4 separate regions of the Mus musculus genome follow, and regions 2, 3 and 4 are each linked to region 1. A link is a contact called in public promoter capture Hi-C data. All regions are on one chromosome and are shown on one strand. The core of a region is the stretch at or near the end of the contact, and the rest is flanking DNA. Distances in the headings are between cores, read along the strand shown. Region 1 overlaps Smim14 (small integral membrane protein 14). Region 2 overlaps Pds5a (PDS5 cohesin associated factor A). Region 3 overlaps Pds5a (PDS5 cohesin associated factor A). Region 4 overlaps Ube2k (ubiquitin-conjugating enzyme E2K).

What was found. Capture Hi-C pulls out chosen DNA fragments and counts their contacts.
Region 2: a contact with region 1 is called in a promoter capture Hi-C map of adipose tissue. The contact joins two enhancer-like sites. A contact is called at or near these places in 5 of 39 promoter capture datasets (the C10 cell line, cranial neural crest, frontonasal cranial neural crest and 2 more), 2 of 484 Hi-C or Micro-C datasets (B cells and LSK cells), 1 of 115 datasets of contacts at active chromatin or transcription factors (bone marrow-derived macrophages) and 4 of 9 other capture datasets (adipose tissue, embryonic stem cells, liver and 1 more).
Region 3: a promoter capture Hi-C map of adipose tissue shows a contact between it and region 1. The contact joins two enhancer-like sites. A contact is called at or near these places in 5 of 39 promoter capture datasets (the C10 cell line, cranial neural crest, frontonasal cranial neural crest and 2 more), 5 of 484 Hi-C or Micro-C datasets (B cells, LSK cells, centroblasts and 2 more), 1 of 115 datasets of contacts at active chromatin or transcription factors (bone marrow-derived macrophages) and 3 of 9 other capture datasets (adipose tissue, liver and pancreatic islet).
Region 4: a contact with region 1 is called in a promoter capture Hi-C map of adipose tissue. The contact joins two enhancer-like sites. A contact is called at or near these places in 2 of 39 promoter capture datasets (HPC-7-derived erythroid cells and neutrophils) and 3 of 9 other capture datasets (adipose tissue, liver and pancreatic islet).

What each region holds. Positions count from the first base shown.
Region 1 is chr5:65,456,086-65,461,418 of GRCm38.p6, reverse strand. It overlaps Smim14 (small integral membrane protein 14), which reads left to right. Exons shown (of 5, transcript NM_133697.4): 3 at 847-895. Among named protein-coding and RNA genes, the nearest start is that of Ugdh, 23 kb to the right of the region's middle. Within about 2 kb of position 3,353, at least 115 of the 459 cell types and tissues checked have an H3K27ac peak or open chromatin away from gene starts, as enhancers often do. A contact at or near this core is called in adipose tissue, where this site is marked.
Region 2 is chr5:65,662,859-65,668,191 of GRCm38.p6, reverse strand. It overlaps Pds5a (PDS5 cohesin associated factor A), which reads left to right. Exons shown (of 33, transcript NM_001081321.3): 3 at 1,881-2,084; 4 at 3,678-3,764; 5 at 4,239-4,336. Among named protein-coding and RNA genes, the nearest start is that of Pds5a, 33 kb to the left of the region's middle. Within about 2 kb of position 2,716, at least 1 of the 459 cell types and tissues checked has an H3K27ac peak or open chromatin away from gene starts, as enhancers often do. A contact at or near this core is called in adipose tissue, where this site is marked.
Region 3 is chr5:65,636,254-65,641,586 of GRCm38.p6, reverse strand. It overlaps Pds5a (PDS5 cohesin associated factor A), which reads left to right. Exons shown (of 33, transcript NM_001081321.3): 18 at 2,925-3,030; 19 at 3,685-3,845. Among named protein-coding and RNA genes, the nearest start is that of Pds5a, 59 kb to the left of the region's middle. Within about 2 kb of position 2,101, at least 26 of the 459 cell types and tissues checked have an H3K27ac peak or open chromatin away from gene starts, as enhancers often do. A contact at or near this core is called in adipose tissue, where this site is marked.
Region 4 is chr5:65,593,503-65,598,835 of GRCm38.p6, reverse strand. Ube2k (ubiquitin-conjugating enzyme E2K) reads right to left here. Exons shown (of 7, transcript NM_016786.4): 6 at 4,288-4,416; 7 at 1-3,961. The coding sequence ends at 3,887. Among named protein-coding and RNA genes, the nearest start is that of Gm40309, 55 kb to the right of the region's middle. Within about 2 kb of position 2,960, at least 4 of the 459 cell types and tissues checked have an H3K27ac peak or open chromatin away from gene starts, as enhancers often do. A contact at or near this core is called in adipose tissue, where this site is marked.

The DNA of each region.
Region 1 (5,333 bases), core at 2,104-4,603:
GCTTGCAGAACAGTCTGTTGGTTATCGCAGCCCTGCTTAGATGAGCTCGTACTCTGTGTAGAACACGGTGATTACAGTGTTACTGGGTTGTTACTGCGTCTCACTTGTGTTGTCTGTGCTAATCCCTGATGGTCCCTTGGTAAGCAGGTAATTTCCTGTCCCCATGAGAAGAACTGAAGCTCGGAGGGGTCAGGTAACCTGCCTGCCCAAGCCTTGAAACACGAGAGTGGTGCCTAACCTGTCATTGTGTGGCACCCGTGCCTAGCCAGCTCAGCAGTTGTTCTGCAGGCTGCTGTGCAGTTGCAGGGTGGGTTACTGAATATGTAAGAGGGTGTCATTCAAGAGACCAAGCTGAAAAGTTACTGCTCTTCACTCCAGCCTTGGGGAGGTAGAGACAAGGAGGATTGGAGTTTATGGTCATCTGCTATGTTTGAGGCTAGCATGGCCTACATGAGAACCAATCACAAAATAAAGGGCCTACAGAGATGGCTCAGCAGGTTAAGCGCACTGGCTGCTCTTCCAGAGGACTGGACCTGGTTCATTTCCTAACACACACGTAGTAGCTTACAACCTTTGTAACTCAGATGCCCAGTCCTGACCTCTGTTGGGCACCAGGCATATATGTGGTGCACAGACAAACCTGCAGGCAAAATAAAAGATTTGCTTGTTTATTATGTGGTGCTAGTAATTACATGCAGGGCTGCATGCATGCTGAGCTAGCTCCAGTGCTGTATTCTGTCGATCCACCCGGCACCTACCCACCCCGTGCCCCCCAACCCCCATCACAGTCTGGTTGCCCTGCCGTGTTGGTGGGTCGGTGGCTAACTCTCCTCTCTGTTGCTGCAGCTCCGGCAGTCCCAGTCCTACTGCACCGACACAGAGTGCCTTCGGGAGTGTAAGTACCAGCGGCGGGCGGCAGGAGGGTGGGCCTGGGGCACAACACGCAAAACCCGTTCATGTAGCCAAGGCTGGCCCTGAACCTCTGATTGTATGACCTCCACCTCCCAAGGTGCTAGGATGTTAATCGTTTATCATCATGCCTGATTAGTTTATTTTAAGGAAAGTGGTTCTCCAGTGTATACTTGGTGCGTGATAGACTCAAAAGTGTTTTGTCTGCCTCAAATGCGGTTATGGGCTCCTCAAGGAAGACTCACTCCCACAACTCTTGCTGCCATGGTGGTAGTACATGCCTGAAATCCCACGTGGAAGGAAGGCTGAGGCAGGAGAATGGTGCATTCTAGGCTATCTTGTGCTACATGTCAAGACCCCATGTTAAAAAAAAAAACAGCACAACTCTTCCTTTATAACTTCTTCAGCTAAAAAAATAAGTTAGTGGGAGACCAATAGGGCTTAAAGGGGTTCTAGGCTTCCAAGGGCAGAGTGTGGGAGGGAATGCATGAGAGGGAATTTGTGAAGGAAACTTACAGTTTTCTACTGTACATCTCTGTCTTCAGTAAAGAATTTATATTTCATCTTTAGACAGAAAGGCCTGTTCATGGGAGTTTGCCTTTAGTTTGCTATTTCTAAATTGCTTCCAGCACAAAAAGTTGTTTTTTTGTTTTGTTTTGTTGTGTTTTGTTTTTAATTGAAAAGCATACTTGGGGCATTCTGAAGTCTCCTGCACACACGGAGAGCTTTGGTTGTGGGTTATGTTGTTGTCACTTACAGTGGTCCTGGTTTTCTAACCTTGGGTCTTGCTCAGACTGAGCAAGTATTCCATAGCTGCCCTACATTTCCAGCCCCAGATTACATTTATTAATAGGTCAGTGTTTATATTTAGCATCAGGCGCAAGTGTGCGTGTGCTCTCTCCTCTCCCTCCCTTCTCTCTCTGTATGTGCTTGTGTGTGTGTGTGCTTGTGTGTGTGTGTTTATGCAGGTCCTCTCAATTCTGCTATTTTAGCATATATGAAATCCCAGATTTGACCTCCAGCACTAAATATACCAATATACATATGTATATATACATATCTATATATACAGACCTGCACACCTATAATCCCAGCACTGAGGAGGCAAAGGCTGAAAGGGTCAGAAGTGCCAGGTCAGTTCCTTGCTACTCAGTAAGTTAGAGGCCAGCCAGGCATACATGAGATCTTGTCTCCAAAAAAAATCATTTCCTCAGTTATTCATAGAACCAACTTCTGGAGAGGTCTAAAACAATGTAAACATAAGCTAAAAGGATAAATGGTAGAGAAGTATTTATGTTCCTCTCTGCAGACTTTATTTAAGCTTTGACATCAGTCAGTGAATATAGTTTGGATTTTTAAGTTCTAAGTTTTGATTCTCTTGCATGTTTGTTAAAGGCACCAATAGTTTTTCTCTTTGATAATTCTCTGCCACTTTATATTATTTGTTTTTATTGAAACTTAACTTTTGGCCTACATCTCTCTCTGTCTCTCTCTCTCTCTCTCCCCCTCTCTCCCTCCCTCCCCCTCCCTCTCTCTCTCCCTCTCCCTCTCTCTCTGTTTCAAGACAGGGTTTCTCTGTGTGGCCCTGGCTGTCCTAGAACTCACTCTGTAGGCCAGGCTGTCCTAAAACTCAGAAATCTGCCTGCCTCTGCCTCCCAAGTGCTGGGATTAAAGGCGTGCGCCACCACTGCCCAGCTATTTATTTGTTCAATTACTTATTTATCTTGAGACTGTGTCTCTATAGTCTTGGCTATACTGGAGTCTATTACATAAACATAAACCAGGATGGCCTTTAACTCATAGAGATCTGCCCTCTGCTCCTGCCTCTTGGGCGATAGCATTAAGTTCTGTATCAATATATACAGCTGTATTTATTATGTTGTGATGTGTGTTTGTGTGTGCAGAAGCACCTTTGTGCTGGTGCACATGCCATGTATACACACATGAATATGGATGTCAGGCGTCTACCTCAGATGTCCTTTTTCATAAGCCTTCCACCTTTTTTTTTTTTTTTTTAAAAAAAACAGGGTCTCTAAGTGGGATTTTGGGGCTCTCTGAGTCGGCTCAGCTGCTTGGTCAGCTAGTGATCCCCAGGGAGTGATTCCCCGTCTTCCTTTCCCCAGCACTGGGGTTACAAGTGTGCCCCATGCCCTCCTTCTTCACATGGGTTTTGATTGTTTGCATGACAAGCACTGATTGCTGGAGCTCCCTACCCAGCACAACCCTTGACATAATCTCCTATCTTTTCTGTTTCTAGACAAAGCCTTTGCTTATCTACTCAGAACCTGTAACTGCTCAGGCTTGCAGTTTTCCAACTCTCTAGCTATTATTTCCCCCAGTTCTAACTTTCCAATTACTTTGTCTTCAACCACTCTGTTTTCTTTATCCCCCGGCCTCATGAGCTCATTCGCTGGAGCTGTTCCTTCCCTACACTCCCTTGATGACGTTCTCAAGTCTCATGACTCATGATGTGTGTGCTGGTGACTGTCTTGTGGACATGTCCACTGTGGTGTTTCATAGGCAATCTCAAATCTTCAGAATTGGGCTTCTGGTAGCTCTGTCACGGCTGCTTTTCCTCCTTTGTCTGTTCTGTAAACGACCCTTGGCTCTCAGGCCTGTCCTTTATATCTACCTTCAGGATGTAACCAACACTCTACTTGATAGCACCTCGTTCTGCCTCCTCTCTGTTTACCACCTCATATCTAGGCCATTATAGTAGGGTCTGTTTGTTTGTCTTTCTGTCTATTTGTTTGTTTGCGACAGGGCCTTACCTATTTGTACCCTTGGCTGGTCTAGAACTCACTGTGTACAACAGGCTGACCTTAGATTCACAAAGAATCAGCCTCCCAAGTGGTGGGATTGAAGGCGAGTGCCACCATGCCCAGCCTTGCCTGTTCCTAACTCCCTCCCAGTTTAGCTCCCTGCTGCTGTTATTCATAACACAATTGGCTTGAACAAGTAAGAGTTTGCTTTTGGCTTCTTTTCACCTAAAACTTTTCAGGGGCTTTCTGTTTGAAGCACACTTGAAGGTCCTTGTTCTGACCTGTGAGTCCTATGCTCTGGCTGTGACTGGCTGCTTCTGCGACTAAGTCTCTCTGGTCTCCACGTCTTGCCTGGCTTCTGAACCTCACTCCAGTTGCAGGAGTCAGCAGTAAACACATCCCATTGGCTCCTGACTAAGATTGCTTCCAGCTGCCTCTCACTCTGCGTTTGCTATATAAAAAAACAATTTGGTTGTATGAGGGGGTGGGGGTGGGGAGCCAAGCTCAGATCTTCAGGCTTGGAGGCGGTGCTTTTAGCTGCAAAGCCTTGTCCTGCTGGCTTCACTCTATCTACATTTTGTGGACACTTTTCCCTTCTCAGTGGTACCACCCTCTGCTGTCCCGTGTCCAGCCATTATGTATGTAGAGACTGTCTTACTTGGACATCTATGTCAGTCTTGGTTCTCAGCTCGGTGAAGGCAGGGGCACTTGGAGGCAGACCCTTCTCCCTTCCAGATCCCCAGCATCACGGCAGTGATCTCCCTCCCTCCCTATTTCCCAGTCTAGATCTAAACCCTGCCGCTTTGGCACCTTCCTCTAGCCCCTGCATTTTATAGTTACCAGTGGACATGGCTATTTCATTACAAAAGGTGGCCATCTGAAGAACAAGTCTAGGTTTTTCATACAACCACTTTTAAAGGCAGTTCAGAGGTTTGTCTGAACATGAAGAACGTTTTAGGGCTTTGTAGAATATTTTTCAAAAACTGTTGTTTCTTTTGGTGCTACAGATCAAACCCAAGTCCTCAATGCACACTAGGCCAGTGCTCCACCACCGAACTGCACGTTAGCCTGTCTCTGTGGTCTCACTGTGTGCCTAGTGGTCTCAGTGTGTGCCTAGGCTGGCCTCAAACTCACTACCTAGCTCAGGATGGCCTTGTCCTGCCTGGCCCACTGTTCCTGACCCCCTCAAATTTATGTGTTTAATGCCTCAGCAGCATTCTTTCCATCTCTGCCTGCTGCTGCTGTCTGTTGCTGCCTGCTGCTGCTGCTGCAGCACTAATTGTGTCCTCTTCGCCTGCTGTTTTGTTTTCCCTCTGGCCTCTTTGGGTCTCATATACCAAATTTACTTCCTAGAATGGCACCATAATTATTTTCTAAAATTCAGCAAACCAGGAGTAAGCAGCACAGGCCTGCTGTCTCAGCATTCTAGAGACAGACAGAGTTCAAGCCAGCCATGGCTACATAGCCTGGTTACAGGATATCTCAGTGCAAGCAGGACCAGCAGGATGGCCCAGCAGATAAAGCTGCAACTTTGATGATCTAAGTTCAGGTTTCTGGGACTCCCCCCACCACACACTGTGGGAGAAGAGAACTAACTTTCTCAAATTGTCCTCAGACCTCAGTGTGTGTGCTTGTGGCATGTGTGCTTGCACACGCGTGCGT
Region 2 (5,333 bases), core at 1,467-3,966, 210 kb before region 1:
ACTCACATGGCCTCTTGAGGCAAATGCAGGGAGTTTGACTGCACCTACCCTCATCCTGTTCTCTTATACTGTCCAGGACTACCTGCCCAAGGGTGGCACCCTCTCAAGTGAACTGGGTAACTCCATATCAGGAAAATGCCCTACAGATTTGCTTATTATAGGCCAATCCTTTGGAGACATTTTTTTACATTTATTTATTTATTTATTTCTTTAAAGATTTCTTTAAAGATTTCTTTAAAGATTTCTTTAAAAGATTTATTTATTATTATACATAAGTACACTGTAGCTGTGTTCAGACATGCCAGAAGAGGGCATCAGATCTCACCACGGCTGGTTGTGAGCCACCATGTGGTTGCTGGGAGCCAAGTGCTCCTACCCGCTGAGCCATCTTGCCAGCTCTGGAGACATTTTTAAATTGAGATTGTGTTCCCTGTGTCGGAGAGACAATTTAGCAGTTAAGAACACTGGCTGTTCTTGCAAAAGACCTAGGTTAGTTCCCAGCTCCCATGTGACAGCTCACAGTCACCTGTAACTGCAGATTCTGGGATCCAGTGTCCTCTTCTGGCCTCCAAGGGCAGCAAAGACACATGTGGCCAAACACTAATACACAAAAAAATAATTTAAAAGTTAAAAATAAATTATAAGGCTCTTCCTGATGAACCTAGTTTGTGTCAAGTTGACATAAAATATAACCAGTACATTATAGTAGTCTTCAAGGTTGCCTCAAATGGTATCTGTTTTCTTATATTCTTATATTTCTTATATTCCTTGTGAAGTCCTTTCTAACACAGAGTAGGTGTGGCCTCAGTAACTATGAGGACATTGCAGATGTCATGGCACTTGCTTATTTTGTAGCTACTTAGAGAGGCCCTGGAGAGAACTTTACTCTTTTCACACAGTAGTGCAAAGTAGAGCCACCATGAATATAAATTACTACTGAAATACCCTGTAGACTCATTCAAGGCTTCAGGTAATATCTCTGTCATAGTGCAACCTCTTGAGAAATTCCAAGCTTGGTTTAAGCCATGTTCCCAATATTATCTACGTGATAAATGCATAATTGTTGTTTCAAGGTGCTTCATTCAGGGTGACTTTGTTAGATAGCAATAGATGAAAAATACATACCTTTCATGTATGTTTGAAAAGTAGAAATAATCAAGATTGAGTCTTGCTATGTATCTCAAACTGGCTTGCAGCTAGCTCTGTAGTTCAAGTTGGCCTTAAACTCAACATAAGGTATTTACAATCAAAATTTTCTATCAAAAATACAATTACATGAAACATTTAAATATGGGTTTTTATCATACAAAGGCAAATAAAATTTAAAATGAAGTAGGTTTAAGGAAGCTGTGTAACACAACTTTGATCATAAAGTAAAAATGGTATAAAAGATGCTAGATGTCAGATTAGTTGAGTATATGGGATCAAACCCTTTGTAGTTAAGTTACATCTGAGTAATGAAAGCTAAGCATGTGGACATGCTCCTCCAGCGTCAACTGCGTGAGAATCCACAGAAGCCGAGAGGAGTGTGGACAACCTAGCAAGATCCCATTGAAGTAAATGCTCAGTACAGTCGCTAGTACAAGTTTCTAAGTTCTTTTTAAGAAAATGTGGTGTTTGGGTAATGTACAGGCTGATGCTTGGGGTTTGTAGGCTTCTTTGTGACCATGCTTTTTATGACTACTTCCTTTCTTCAGGGTGTGTGGATGGGTGAGTGGGTGCATGTTTGTGGTGGCTGGGAGTGAACCTAAGACTTTGTGTACTCTACCCCTAACCTACACAACTCCAGCTCCCTTTTCCCATCTTACAGAACAAAGGGAAGAAGGGGTGGCTCTTAGCTGATCACTGAGTATTACAGGTTGATATTATGTTTTTTACAGATGGTAGTGAAAACTTTTATGGATATGGATCAGGATTCAGAAGATGAAAAGCAACAGTATCTCCCACTAGCCTTGCATCTCGCATCTGAATTCTTTCTCAGGAACCCTAATAAAGATGTGCGCCTTCTCGTAGCATGTTGTTTGGCTGATATATTTCGAATCTATGCCCCAGAAGCTCCATATACTTCCCATGATAAACTTAAGGTAAATAGAATGTTTACAAAATAACTTTACTTTTATTTTTGTCATATGAATATGGGTTTTGTTCATAGATTCCTTTAATTATTTATCTACAGAAGTGACTGGTACAGAATGAGGCTTTGAAAGGGTTGTCTATTCATACTTAACCCTCCTGATGGACGGTTGCATAGATAGGAAGGATAAGGAATGGCTTAGTGATAGTTTGCAAAACAGTAATGTTCTAGGATTGCCCACTCATATAATGTCTGCCTTACAGGTTATTAAATGCTGAATATTAAATATCTAAAACTGCTCATTTTGGTGGTTCTGTTTTGTTTAAAAAACTTAAAATTATTTTTAAAGCTATTTATTGAACTGATTTTATATATTTTTTCAGTAATTATTAGGGAAATTGGAAACCTTGGAGTGACTTTAAAACTTTTAGTTATTCATGTATATGTGTGTGCCTGCATGAGTTCATGTGCATTGCATACATAGATTCCTGCAGAGATAAGAACAGGGTGTTGGATATTCTGGAATGAGTTGCAGGTGGCTGTGAGCCATCAGATGTAGGCGCTGGGAATTAAACTCAGCTTCTCTAGGAAGAACAGCAAATGTTGAGCCTTCTCTCCTTTTAAGTACAGTCAGTATTGCCCTTCTGCCTGTTTGGCTTCTCTTTACATACTTTCAACCACATGTGATCAGCCATGCTCCAGAGTATTAAGTGGGAAAGTCCAGGAGTAACATTCCATAAATTTTCAGTTTAATAGTGTTTTTAGGACTATAATGAAGTTGACTGTCAGGCTTTATTCCTCTTGAGACATAGCCATCTGCTTGTCAATCATATGGTGGCTGCCTTGGATACTTCCCCAGCTAGAGTAGTGTCGTAGTGTTTATACTCAAGTCATACTTACTTTAATGATGACTCCTTTTATAACCTTAATAACATTGTTTCATTTGTGGTTACTTTTGTTCGTTTCTTACTGTGCCTAGTTCATAGGATAAACTTTATCATGAGTATATAAGGAAAACCACAAAATACATTACCAGTTTCCAAAATACATTACCAGTAAGGAGGATCACAATAAAACAAATCATTTTGTACCATGCTAATGCTATTTTCATTGAAAATACCTTTTTAAAAAGTAAGGAAATAAGCACCATCATCAGCTGTCAGGTCAGTGCCTTGGGGTGCTTCAATAACTTTGTTGTCACACATAAGCTGCTTGCTTACATGTCAGGCGTAATAATGAAAAGACTCATTAAATTCATTACACATGGAGAAAGTAGCTTGCCATGATGAAAGTACAGACAGTGACCAGAGCTCTGTTATGGACAAGAGTATAGTAAGATAGTATTCTTAAATGAGAAGCCCTGAAGTGTGCAGTAGAAGTAGCAGTCTTTAGTGTTACTTCCAAAAGATTTTGTGCTAGTCTTTTTCAGACATTTAAAATAATGGAATAGGCAGTCCCACAGCATTCAAATAAAGGAAAACGTTCTTTATTGTAGTTTATAATTACTTTTTTATATCTATACCCCTATGTAGATGTAGATATTAAAAAAATGACAAGTAATAATGTCTAAGTTAATATATTTTTCATTTTTTTTATTTAACAGGACATATTTCTCTTTATTACCAGACAGTTAAAAGGTTTGGAGGATACAAAGAGTCCACAGTTTAATAGATATTTTTATTTATTAGAGGTAAAAATTCTTTATTTAATAAGTACAATTCCATGTTGTTATAGATTTTTATAACTATAATATAAAGTGAAACTGTTTTACACATAACTTATTTAATAAACTGTCTTATGTTTCATAAGGAAAATCTGTACTTTACAATAAGTAAGACATTATTACTTATACTTAAAAAGTTAAAAGTATAATTTCTGAAAAAAAAACATTTGACATTTTATTTTCATTTCCAATTTATAAATAAAATTTACTGCTCCCGAAGTTTATATATATATTCCTAACTATTTAGTACTTTTCAACATGAAAGTTGATGCCACAGCCATGAATTTAAAGATTAAAATGACTTGTAATTGTGTACATTGAATCTTTGTAGACTTTACTATAAAGAATTCTAGTTGTAAAAATTAAATTGTATGAGTGTGCTTTTGTTTAACAGTTCTACATATATGTGATTAACCAATTATTTTTATTTATTGATTTAAGAATTTAGCTTGGGTTAAATCATATAACATCTGCTTTGAGTTGGAAGATTGCAATGAAATTTTTATTCAGCTTTTTAGAACTCTCTTCTCGGTAATCAAGTAAGTTTTTTAAGCTTTATTTTTTTTTCTTACTGTATGTATTAATGTGTCATTACTCAGTATGTAAAACTCCCTAGATTTATAGAGAATTGATCGCAAAGGGGTAAATAAAGAAACCCTGTTGTTTGAGAGCTGTCCTTGCCATTGTTTCAGTTAATTATTCAATATTTCCCGGTATATTTCAATATAAAGTAGGGCCTACTTTATAACTCTAAGAGCAGTGGAACTTTAAGTAGCTAAGCTGGCCTTGGATTGGTAGCAGTCTCCTCCCAGCCTCCTGAGTGATGAGATGGTTTGGATTGAGCCAGCAGGCCCACCTTTGCATTGCTTCTTTAAATTTATGGGATAGATCAATTGCTTTTGGTTTCCGAGTTTTTTTGTATATTTCAGGCTAAATAATATTAAAGGAATTAAATAAATTAAATTAGAGTCCTTGGAGTTTTAAAATTTTTAATTTTAATTTAACAATTTCGGGGTTGGGGATTTAGCTCAGTGGTAGAGCGCTTGCCTAGCAAGCCCAAGGCCCTGGGTTCGGTCCTCAGCTCCGGAAAAAGGAAAAAAAAAAATTTCTCACACACACACACACACACACACACACACACACACACACACACAGACCATCTTTACCCTCAGGATACCCACCTTATGTCCTTCCTTTTCATACCCCCCACCCTCACCCCAGCAATCCAGAGTCCTGTAGTCCTTCCTGCTAGAATACTGAATGTTACTGTTGGCTTGATCTTGTGTAGGTAACCATAGAGCATCGAACTATAGTTCATCAGCAGGGTGGGTGCTCCATGTTCAGAAGATAGCATCCACAGTGCTTCCCCCTGCGCCCCCCACCCCCATGCGTTCTATCCCTCTTCCTTGATGGTCCTCAAGCCTTGGTTTGGGAGGGCAGTGGATGCTGCAGGTATATTTCACTTAGAACTGGGCATGCAGCCATCACTTATTGTCAGGACTTTGACTGGTTATGAGTCTGCAGTAACTGGAGCCT
Region 3 (5,333 bases), core at 852-3,351, 180 kb before region 1:
TGTGATCATTGTGATAATGGTTGAAACTCAGGAATGAACTAAATTAGAGTGGACAGAGGTAAGGAGAAAGAACTGAATACTGAGGCTACAATGATGACATGAATTATGAAAAGTATTTTTTTAACAAGGAATGGCAACACTTAGAAAATTATGAATGAATTATATAAGGTGTGAAGTTTAGCGTAGCATGATGGCTGAGCACATAAAAGTACATGCCTCCAACCCTATCTGTAATTGGAGTGGGATTCCCAGAATCCACATGGCTGAAGAAGAGAACTGGGTCCTCTTTCCTCGTGCTGATGAAGATGATATGGTCTTCCTCCCTTCCTTCCTGAGATGGCTTCTCTGAATAGGCATGTCTGTCCTGGCACTCACTATGTAGACTCTCCGGGCTGGCCTCTAACTCACAGAGATCTGCCTCTTTCTCCTGTGGTTAAAGGTCAGCACTATCATACCAGGTTTTGAGCATGTATTGTCCTTGCAGGGGACACATGTTCAGTTCCTAGTACTCATATTAGGCAGCTGATAATTAATCATCTGTATCTCTTTCTCTAGGACATTTAATGCCATCTTCTGCCCTTTGTAGGCACCACATATGCACACAAAAAATAAAAAGCAAATCTTTAAAGAAAATGAGAAAAGAAACTAAATGGTGGAGGCCTCACGGGATACCTGGAAGTTAAATAAATGCTAACAGCTAGCTCAGGAAAGAAGGGGAGAGTGCCATGGCCCGTGCAGTTTCTCTCTGATACTTTAGAGAGGTGACTCTAGGGCTTTGTTGATGACAAAGACTCGGGACTTGCTCCCCCGCACGACCATCACCATGCTACACAAAAACAAACGGTAGAATTTGCGCACAGAAGACTGTAGAGCCCTGGTCCCCCTCAGCTACACTGACATTTGAGAAATCAGAGGTATAAATATTTTTTCATAATTCTAGTTGCTTTAGGAGATAGGTTGGAATGTGAGACAATAAACACAGACTCCTTTAAGTAAAAGAAGATGAAGTTATCTTGAACCAAGTGACATCAGTGCTAGGAACCAAACCTTGATTGTCTGCAGGTGTGGTAGTTAGTATGTGGTACCACTCACTGAGCCACCTCCACACCCTAATGATTTTATTTTATTTTTTGCAGTTCATGCTGGCTTCTTGAACTTGTATTTTTCTTCCTTCATCTTCCCAACTGCTAATATTCAATTGTCTATTACACAATTCAGGTTCATTCTGTTTTGTTTTGTTTTGTTTTTTAAATATCCTTTATGGTAACAAATGTCTGTGGTCCAGCTCTTAACACATAGTCATTATTATCCTCTGCTACACATTGAGTGTAAAGCCAGCCAGGCTATGTAAGACCGTCTCAGCAACAAGTTTCTTGATTTTCACAAGTATATGTTAAACCCTCCTCAGATTGATGATCAGTAAGAGTTAATTAAAAGAGAGTCTAGAGGCTGGAGAGATGGTTCAGTGGTTAAGAGCACCGTCTGCTCTTCCAGAGGTCCTGAGTTCAATTCCCAGCAACCATATGATGGCTCACAACCATCTGTAATGAGATCTGATGCCCTCTTCTGGTGTGCCTGAAGACAGTGTACTTACATACATAAAATAAATAAATCTTAAAAAATCTTATTAAAATCTTTAAAAAAAAGAGAGAGTCTAGACAATATACAGAGAGACTCTTTCCTCTAAACAAGTCATGATAATTTGATTGAAGCAATAATGTCAACAAAGGAGAAAAAATTTCTCACCCTGCCTTTCACACCCACATACTTGTCTCACTCTGTTTTTTGAGACAGTATCTTGCTGTATCTAGCTGTCTTGGTATTGCTATGTATCCACACTGGCCTTGAACTCATGACAGTCCTTCCACTTTAGCCTTAATTTTATCAGAATTACAGGTGAGCACCACCACACCCAGTTGTGTGGCATCGAGGATCAAACCCAGAGTTTGACAAGCTAGGCAGCCCTTCTGCCTACAAACTACACTCCCAGTCTCATATCTGTTTTTGTTTTAAATGCTATGCCTTTAGCCAGAGGAGGTAAGTAGAGCCCTGTAATTGTAGTCCTGTGCAGTCCTCCCACCCTGACTGAGTTAGGCAGATCTGACTCCTCAGGGAGTCAGCTGAGGGTACAGCTGAGGCCTTGTCTGAGAAACAAACCATCTGATCTGTTAGGTAGTTGGATCTTATTGATCATGTAATGTTCTGTGGTATTAAATAATTGACAGTACACAGTTTCCAATTGCATGTTTGTAAATATGCTTTTTTTTGATAATTGGTTCTGTTAGTAATTTCTTAGTATGGAATTACTGATTCTATAAATTTCCTAGTGTAATTAATGCTACTTTCCCTGCATATGTTCACTGCTATGTGTTTGCATTACACTTACTCATTGTGAGTATGCACATGCATGTGTTCCGCATACTTTGAGGTCAATGAATAATGTTAGGAATCCTTGCCTCCTATCATGTGGGTTCCAGGACTCACATGCAGTGCATCAAGATTGACAGCAAGCACTTTTACCCACTGAGTCATCTTACTTGGCTTCTACTCTGTGAATTTTGTTCTGAATGGCCATTTGCCCAATCTTCAACTATTTTTATATTGTTTTTATTAAAATATATTACAATCACTTTATATGTGAAAAGTTTCTATGTGTAAATATTGGAAGAACTAATATTAATATTACAGTATATTATTTAACTGGCTTATTTATCAGTCAGATTCTTATTACTATAACACATTAAGTTTTTTGGAAAGGGTAACATAACCGTAAGCTCTCCTATGGTGTTGTCCACACTGATCCTCAGGCTACAGACGTTGTCTTTGACCATAGTCTTTTTACACTCTCTGTTTATCATATTATAGTTGGGATACATTACACTAGTTTCAGTAGTCTTACTAACCTGCGTTTCCTCACTTACTAGTGCACTGGTAAAACTGATGAATAAGTCAATCGAAGGGACGGCCGATGATGAAGAGGAGGGTGTCAGTCCAGACTCAGCCATCCGCTCAGGACTTGAGCTTCTTAAGGTATTTCTTCTTGGTAATTTTATCTCCATTAACTTCCAAAAATAAATAAGGGCGTTCCCTTTAGGGTGTACATGAGGGGGATTATTTTAAGTTAGATTATTCAAAAGATTAGTTTTTTTGGTTTATCTTTTTTTTGTTTGGTTGGTTTGGTTTGTTTTGGTTTTGTTTTTTTGAGACAGGGTTTCTCTGTATAGTCCTGGCTGTTCTGGAACTCACTTTATAGACCAGGCTGGCCTCGAACTCAGAAATCCGCCTGCCTCTGCCTCCCGAGTGCTGGGATTAAAGGCGTGCACCACCACGCCCGGCACGTGTTGTTTTTTTAAAAACAAGAATCTCATTCTATAGCCTAGACTGGCATGAAAGTCTCATCTATCCATCTGCCTCGTAGCCTGCCACATACTGTGATTACAGATGCCTGGTAACATGTTTGTAAACTATCTTGGGAAAGAGACTGGAACGTACCCCTCAGGATTCTTGTTAAAGTCTCTGAGTAAAAGTAACTGTAGTTGGGGCTAAATGATGTAATTTATATTCCAAGTGTTACAGCTAGCGTTTGCACACCAGAAGTTTACATTCTATTTATTGAAAGAAAACTCTTTTTTAAATAGAATAGAGCTGTTGTCTGTATTCCTAAAGGTGTATCTATTCCTCCAGGTTCTGTCTTTCACACATCCTACCTCGTTCCACTCTGCAGAGACATATGAGTCCTTGTTACAGTGCCTAAGAATGGAGGATGACAAGGTAGCAGAAGCTGCAATACAAATTTTTAGAAACACAGGCCACAAAATAGAAACTGACCTTCCCCAGATACGGTCGTGAGTATTTTTTTTTTACATGGTTAATGTAAAGGTTTCTGTGTGGGGGAGTGATGATTTCTCTGTCTCCTGCCCCATCCTATCACAGGTAGGATAGATGCAGTCGGACCAACTGTAGAGATGCAAGGGACTTGAAAGTCTAGTAATCAAAAGCCATCACAGAATAGTATGGTTCATGTATCTTTCTAATTTTTGTAGGCTATAAATGAAGTAGCGACCAACTTCCTGTCCCAACCAAATATATATATATATGAATTAAATGGTAGTGTTCATAAAATATTAATTAGTTGCTTTGTAATTAACAGTGATCATAAGAGTAAAATACAGTTTCATAGTTTCATTTAACATTTTGGGATTATACTTGTGGTAAGGATGGGAAACGTGAAAGAACACATTGATATGTCCATTGCATCATATGTTCATTGGTAACATAAACATGAAAAATTCATGGTAAACCTAATAGGAACAATATTTGTCTCATAATGTAATAAAAATAGAACAAATGGACTTGTGTAGGTTTTATTAAATGGAATTTATGTGGAACAAAGGGATTATCCAGTTAGTCTCTGTCTTCAAGGAACTTTGTGGTCTAAAAATTTAATTGTTTATATAGCAATACATACAAATCAAAAAGATTATTAGGGCCAGGCTTGGTGGAACAGGTCAGAAACCAGGCAAGAATGACTTTGTCTCAAAATTGTTTTTACAAGGACCTGGGCAGTAAGTATTTAGCTCAGTGAGAGAATACTTGCTTGGCACACATGAGGCCTTTGTTCAAACCCCTGTGCACATAAAAGGAAAAAAGATTATTAACATGTAGGATCAAGTTTGACGTTTTCTTCTAGCTTTGGAATAGTTTACATTTTAAGGCAAGAGTCCTATTTTTAAAAGAATGCTTTATCAAAATAAGCATTAGAAAAAATAGATATACGTGGAATGGCTAACTTTAGAATCAAAGATGGAAACCTTAATAGTTGAGGATAAAAGAAATAATCAGAAATGCAAAAACACTGAAGACCTCAATAACAACCCCAATGGTGCCTCTTAATTACAGCACTCTAGAAAACACAAACAAAGCAGAGGAAAAGTTCATTTGTTTTTATATTATTTCAGGCTTACTTAAAAAATACTACATATACCTACATCTTGATTGAAATTGTATCTTGGGCTGGAGAGGTGGCTCAGCAACTGAAAGCACACACTGCTATATGATTACAGAGGACACTAGTGCTCAGAATAACTTTAATTCCAGCTTCAGGGAGTCTGACACTTGACCATCACAGGCCTGACTAGTTAGACCTGGACTAGTTAGACCCTGATTATAATTGTTTATGTTTATCCTGAAAAGTTGAAACCAAGGGTTTCATGTGGCTCCATGCTGGTGGTGACATTGTGTGCGTAAGGGCCTGACTTTTGGAGGTGGGATATATGTGTGAGCCTAGGAAAATAAAAGGAAGAGAGCTGTTACTGTTGTTTTGTGAATGCTTT
Region 4 (5,333 bases), core at 1,711-4,210, 140 kb before region 1:
ACAGCCCACCCTGCTTCAATATTTCTGGTAACCAGCCCATTTTCCCCTTACAAGAAGTTAATGGCTCAGAATAGACCCTCCTACAGAATTACCATCACTAACAAACTGTTTAAGATCTAAAGAAGCCAACAAGCAAGGTTCTTTCAAAGTGAGGTTAATGAAAATCCCTATAATGGCAGTAACTTCCAGCAGACACCACGACAAAGCACCATCAAATGCTGAAAGCTAAAAAATAGATATCATTTTCAATAATATTTCATTTTCTATTGGAAAAGTCTTTAAATTACATTAAATAAGTCTTTTTTTTCCCCCAAAGAAATTGTCTAGCTTTTGTTATGATGCCTGTAAAAAGTAGGTGACAATAGGAGACACGATCAGAAAAAGCAGTGCTATGACCTGATCCACTTGCCTCAGAACCAAACAGACCTGGCCACACCTCATCATAGACGGCTAGGGGTGGGGTGGGGGGATAACTACGCCAAAGGCGACACAATCATGACACCTTCCAGTGATGACTGCAGGCGCCGGAGTTTCTAGCAGTCTAAGGAAGCAGTCACAAGATAGGTAAGGAGACACCAACATCACCCGCTACCTTATGCTGTATGTAGGTTTGTCACAACATGTGTAGACACTGGAAGTCTTGCTTGAGAAAAGGCTATCCCTTAGTGACACCAACAGGCTGATGGGTACACACTAAGACAGGTACTGAAAGATGAAAATGTAACTTCCAACATCAACTCCTTGAAACTAGAAAAAGTGATTAATACAGAACTATCTTATCAAAGTCCATGAAATAAAGTAACTATGACCAGACACCTTCCTACCTTTTTCTTATCTAAACACTGATCCCATCTTTATACAATATACCTGACTCCACTGCTCAATTCCCAAATTCATTTCAAACCCTTACCCCACCAAAACGTCATTTCCGGTGCTGCTACAGTAGGCTGCAAGAACATCTACTTCTCCTGCAGTTTTAAAAGCTGTATGAGACCTACAATCACATCCGGGCTCCACTTACCCAACATCCTAACCTCTGTAAACTGGCCCAACAGCCTAACCAGTAACGTATAACACGCTGTGCAAAATGTCTAACCGCGTGAGCAAAACCTACTGTCAGTTCCTTTCTGCAGATACTTAAGTTTTTTGCATAGTGTTAAATGCCACCAACAATCAGAAATATAAAAAAAAATTTCAAAAAGGATGGTTTAATTCATATGATAGGTTAGTTACACTTCTCAAAGGTAAAATATTCAATTCCAAACACTGACATGTTTTTTGAATCCCAAGTTCCCAACATGCTCTCTAAGTTTTATACTAAAAGTCAGGCCTAGGCTCAGAAAGAAAAGCTGATCAGAGGATCAGCGAGGATGAGGGAGTCAGCCTGCTCTAAACGCGATTTCACTAAAATTATGGGAACAGGGGGCTAAGACTGGGCATACACCTCTCACAGACTCTGCCTGCCTTTCTCTTTCAAGAACCTGGTAGTAAAAGCGCCATCACACCTACACCAAAACAGAACCTGTGTAGTACTTGTTAAAATGAAAAACTGTCAAACGCAGACTAAAAAAAATAATTTCCATCAGGGTACTTTTGACTAAATCTTAATTTTTCGCATTGTTTTCCTAACTGTATGAAACACCAGGATAAGGACCAAGCTGCTTCTTTCTAAACCTACGAGTTGGGAAACAAAAGAAAAATAAAAAACAAACGAGAAGTGTGAGGGAAAATACCCCAAAAGGGTGATTAGCACATTAAATGAACATGAGAAACCCCAAGCAGTCTTGCTTATGAATCCCACACAGTCTTGAGCACACGGTTCTGACAGGAGGCGATGGCATAATCACGTCAAATCTATGAAACCACATGTTATATATACATCTCCAGTAAGTATTCAGTGGAGCCAGTCTGAAGCCAATATGCAAAAAAACAAAAAAACAAAAAAACAAAAAACAAAAAAAGAACACAGCTGCCACCAAGACAAAGTAGGTACTGCCTGACTTTTGTTGTCTGAGCTCTCATCTACTAGACAATGTACCCTGACAATACAGGCAGAGAGTAAACTCCAAGAACATGTGTTATACTTTCCAATACCTAAATATTAGTGTTACCAAGCCACCCTCCATTAAAAGTTCTAATGAACTATGGAGGTAAACTCATGGTTATTTCACACATTTCCTTCTTATCTGAGAATATAAAGAACAGTACAAAGTTTTAGCTACTTAAAATAAATAAAGAAAAACTTGTTTCCTTTGGCATCTTTATAAAATAACCTACAGCAATAAAAGGATGTAGCTGCAACAGGAAATGTGTGCATCCGCAAACATGGAGAAAAACATAGCAGCTTGAGTTTAGTGTGGAGGACAGTGGCCCTCAGTCACTGAGAACTGTGACAGCCTTACAAGTCGCTGGAAGAGCCGTCACATCTTGAATGTTATAATATATTAATGCTTCTTTTATTGCTTGTAGTATCAAGATTATTAAAAGTAAAGTGAAGTTATGCTGAGATAATAGGTTCAAAAAGTATTTTTGAAACACTTCATGACTGTAAGGTGAAACAATACTTCAAGAAAACAAACCTTTTAGAATATGACTTTCAATATACATACAACCTTACTTTAATTTAGTCTGATTCCATTACATTTCTGTAATCTATGCATTGGTCCTCAAAATTTTTAATTGTATCTCCTATGTAACAACTGCCTAAGTTCACTTGAACATTAATTAGGATGGTTAAAGGAAGTATTTGAGTTTGTAAAACTTATAATTGTCAAGCTTTGGAAGATAGAATGAGATGCGACAGTTGCTAAGGACAGGAAGTTTATGTACAAGAGAAGGTAAAGTTTCAATTCTCACATTATCAGAAACATCATAAAGAAAGCTAGATTTAGAATACACCCCTGTTCCTATGTGCATCTGGTATATACAGTGAGACAGCACAGCTTTCATGGGTCACCATGGGGAGCAGGAGGAGTAAGTCAAGTGTCTGACAAAGGAAACTGTCAGGCTGAGCACTAGGGAACAGGTACTGCACCCTTCAAGTTTCCAAAGACTTTATCATTTTAAAAATTAATGTCAAATTCACTGAAAAACTAAGCAGTGTCCTTTTATTAAATCTAGAAATACTGCAACATCAAGTATTTATTCCTTTTGTGAGAGAAATAAAATTGGCAGCCCCTTTTTACATTACTACTTACAAAGTGAAGAACTCGGACAAAACATTCCAAACCTATGAGCTAAAAGTGGAACAAGGGACACTGTTCCTCAGCACGTTTCCCACAAGACACAAAATAAATTGACCATGAGAATCTCCGCTCTGGATGGTGACAGGGACTAAAAAGCTCTGATTAGGTCACCACCTTTAAATCAGGATAAATCTCATAATTCAAGAATGTCCTAATGCTTAAAAGGGTGGTCTTTTCGGCTACCCGTTCTAAGAAGTCAAGTACAAGCATGCAAGTAAATTCACAGGCACAGAGGATCTGTGTTCAGACTTAAGGGAGCTGTGATTCTACACCACAATGTGAAGGGCCGACACTCGAGTGTTATCCTAGTTAGTCAACAGAACCCTGAAGCAAACTCTCGAGTCTGTTACACTGCTAAACACTAAAGTAGCATGTTTTCCCATGGTTTTAGCTTAGCTCAAAGAATTTTTACACTATTAAGAAAAAAAATTAAAAGTATTTCCCCTTTTTAAATTTACACAGACGTTTAATTAGCTTTATTTACAGAGCAGGGAATTTTTTTTTTTGCAGTCTCCAATGGTGCCTAGGTAACATCATTAGGCAAGAATGCCAGTTTAAAAGAACTTTATGCAGAATCCTAAAAATAACAGGTGTTGATGCTCCTCAAGAGGCGAGAGCGATGCTGGCGCAGCTCCTGTGCCTCAGTTACTCAGAAGCAGTTCTGTTGCAGTCTCTACATCCCATGATTTTGAAGACAAGGCCACTATTACTGCGTTCTGTAAAGAGGAGGACAAGAGCAATCACATCCCACGGAAACCAAATCCTCCTCGCCAGAGTCACACGTTCTTCCCTCTACCAATGACTGCACAGTCACCACTGATTGCAGCGTCTATACAGGATTAACCAAAACTACATTTTCAAAATGGCTAGTCCCCTTCTCCCAAGGACTGGGAGCCCGGGTTTAAAATGGGGAGTGAAATCAATTCCTCTGGATGGTGACAGGGACAGAAAGCTCTGATTAGGTCACCACCTTTAAATGGGGATAAATCTCGTAACTCGAGAGTGTCCTAATGCTTAGCAGGGTGGTCTTTTCGGTACTTACCCTATCAAAACCCATAGCACAGAGGTTTTCTATTTTTTTGGTGTATTCTGGACTAGAAACTGGTGCTCCAGCGTACACGTGTGCCCAAAGTCGAGCTGTCTGCTTGAACATTTCAGGATTCTGTTTGTACTATATGGAGGGAAAAGCAGATAACAAGACAGTACAGTGAGATTTACCATAGCTGCTCAACTATGACTTGCTTGTTCCAAAGAAAAGACATTTATATTTAGAATGTAACTCATTTGGGCTGGCCTGCAGAGATCACTAGTAGTACGTATTAGCTTAGTAACAAGCTCAAGTTCAGAAATTCAATTACCAGCACTCCATGTGCCAAAACATAAAAGATGATTTTTTTTCCATTGCAGAAATGTCATTCAAGAAATGAAGCTTTGTGAAAATAAAAAACAGAGTTAATACTCTTTAAACAAACATCTAATATTAAATAAACATTATAAAAATGTTCTAATAACTGTACAGAAAATTACACAACAAAATCAGTAGCATGTAATGTTACATGAACATTAGCTGATAAATTTAACACTGACTGATATATACAATCAATTGTGCTACTAGGCAGACCTCAAGCTGAGGCAGCAGATGCCCTTAGAGCTATGCAGCACTGTATAGTCATCAAAGTAAACCCAACACTCAAAACAATCTAACTTACATTACTTTTGAAGACAACTTAAAAACCTACAAAAGAGCCCTACTAGATAAAGATTTGCCATATGAAACCGGAAAAGGGTGAGGTAAATTCATTGTAAAAATACTTGTAAGACAGAGTATAAAGTAATGATGTCAATTCATTTCAATATTTATCAAAGTGCTACTTTTAAACTTATGTATGCTTGTGTATATGCACACATGTGGAAGTGCTCAGGAAAGGCAAGCAGAGGACAGTGGGAAGCTGCCCAGTGAGGGTGCTAGGACCTAATCTCTGTTCTCAGAATGATAACAAAGAACTACCCCTCACCTGAGCCACCCAGCTCTCTAGCCCCAGAGCAGGGACTGGGTAATTCATTGTTCCTCTCCCTTCGACATCGCTT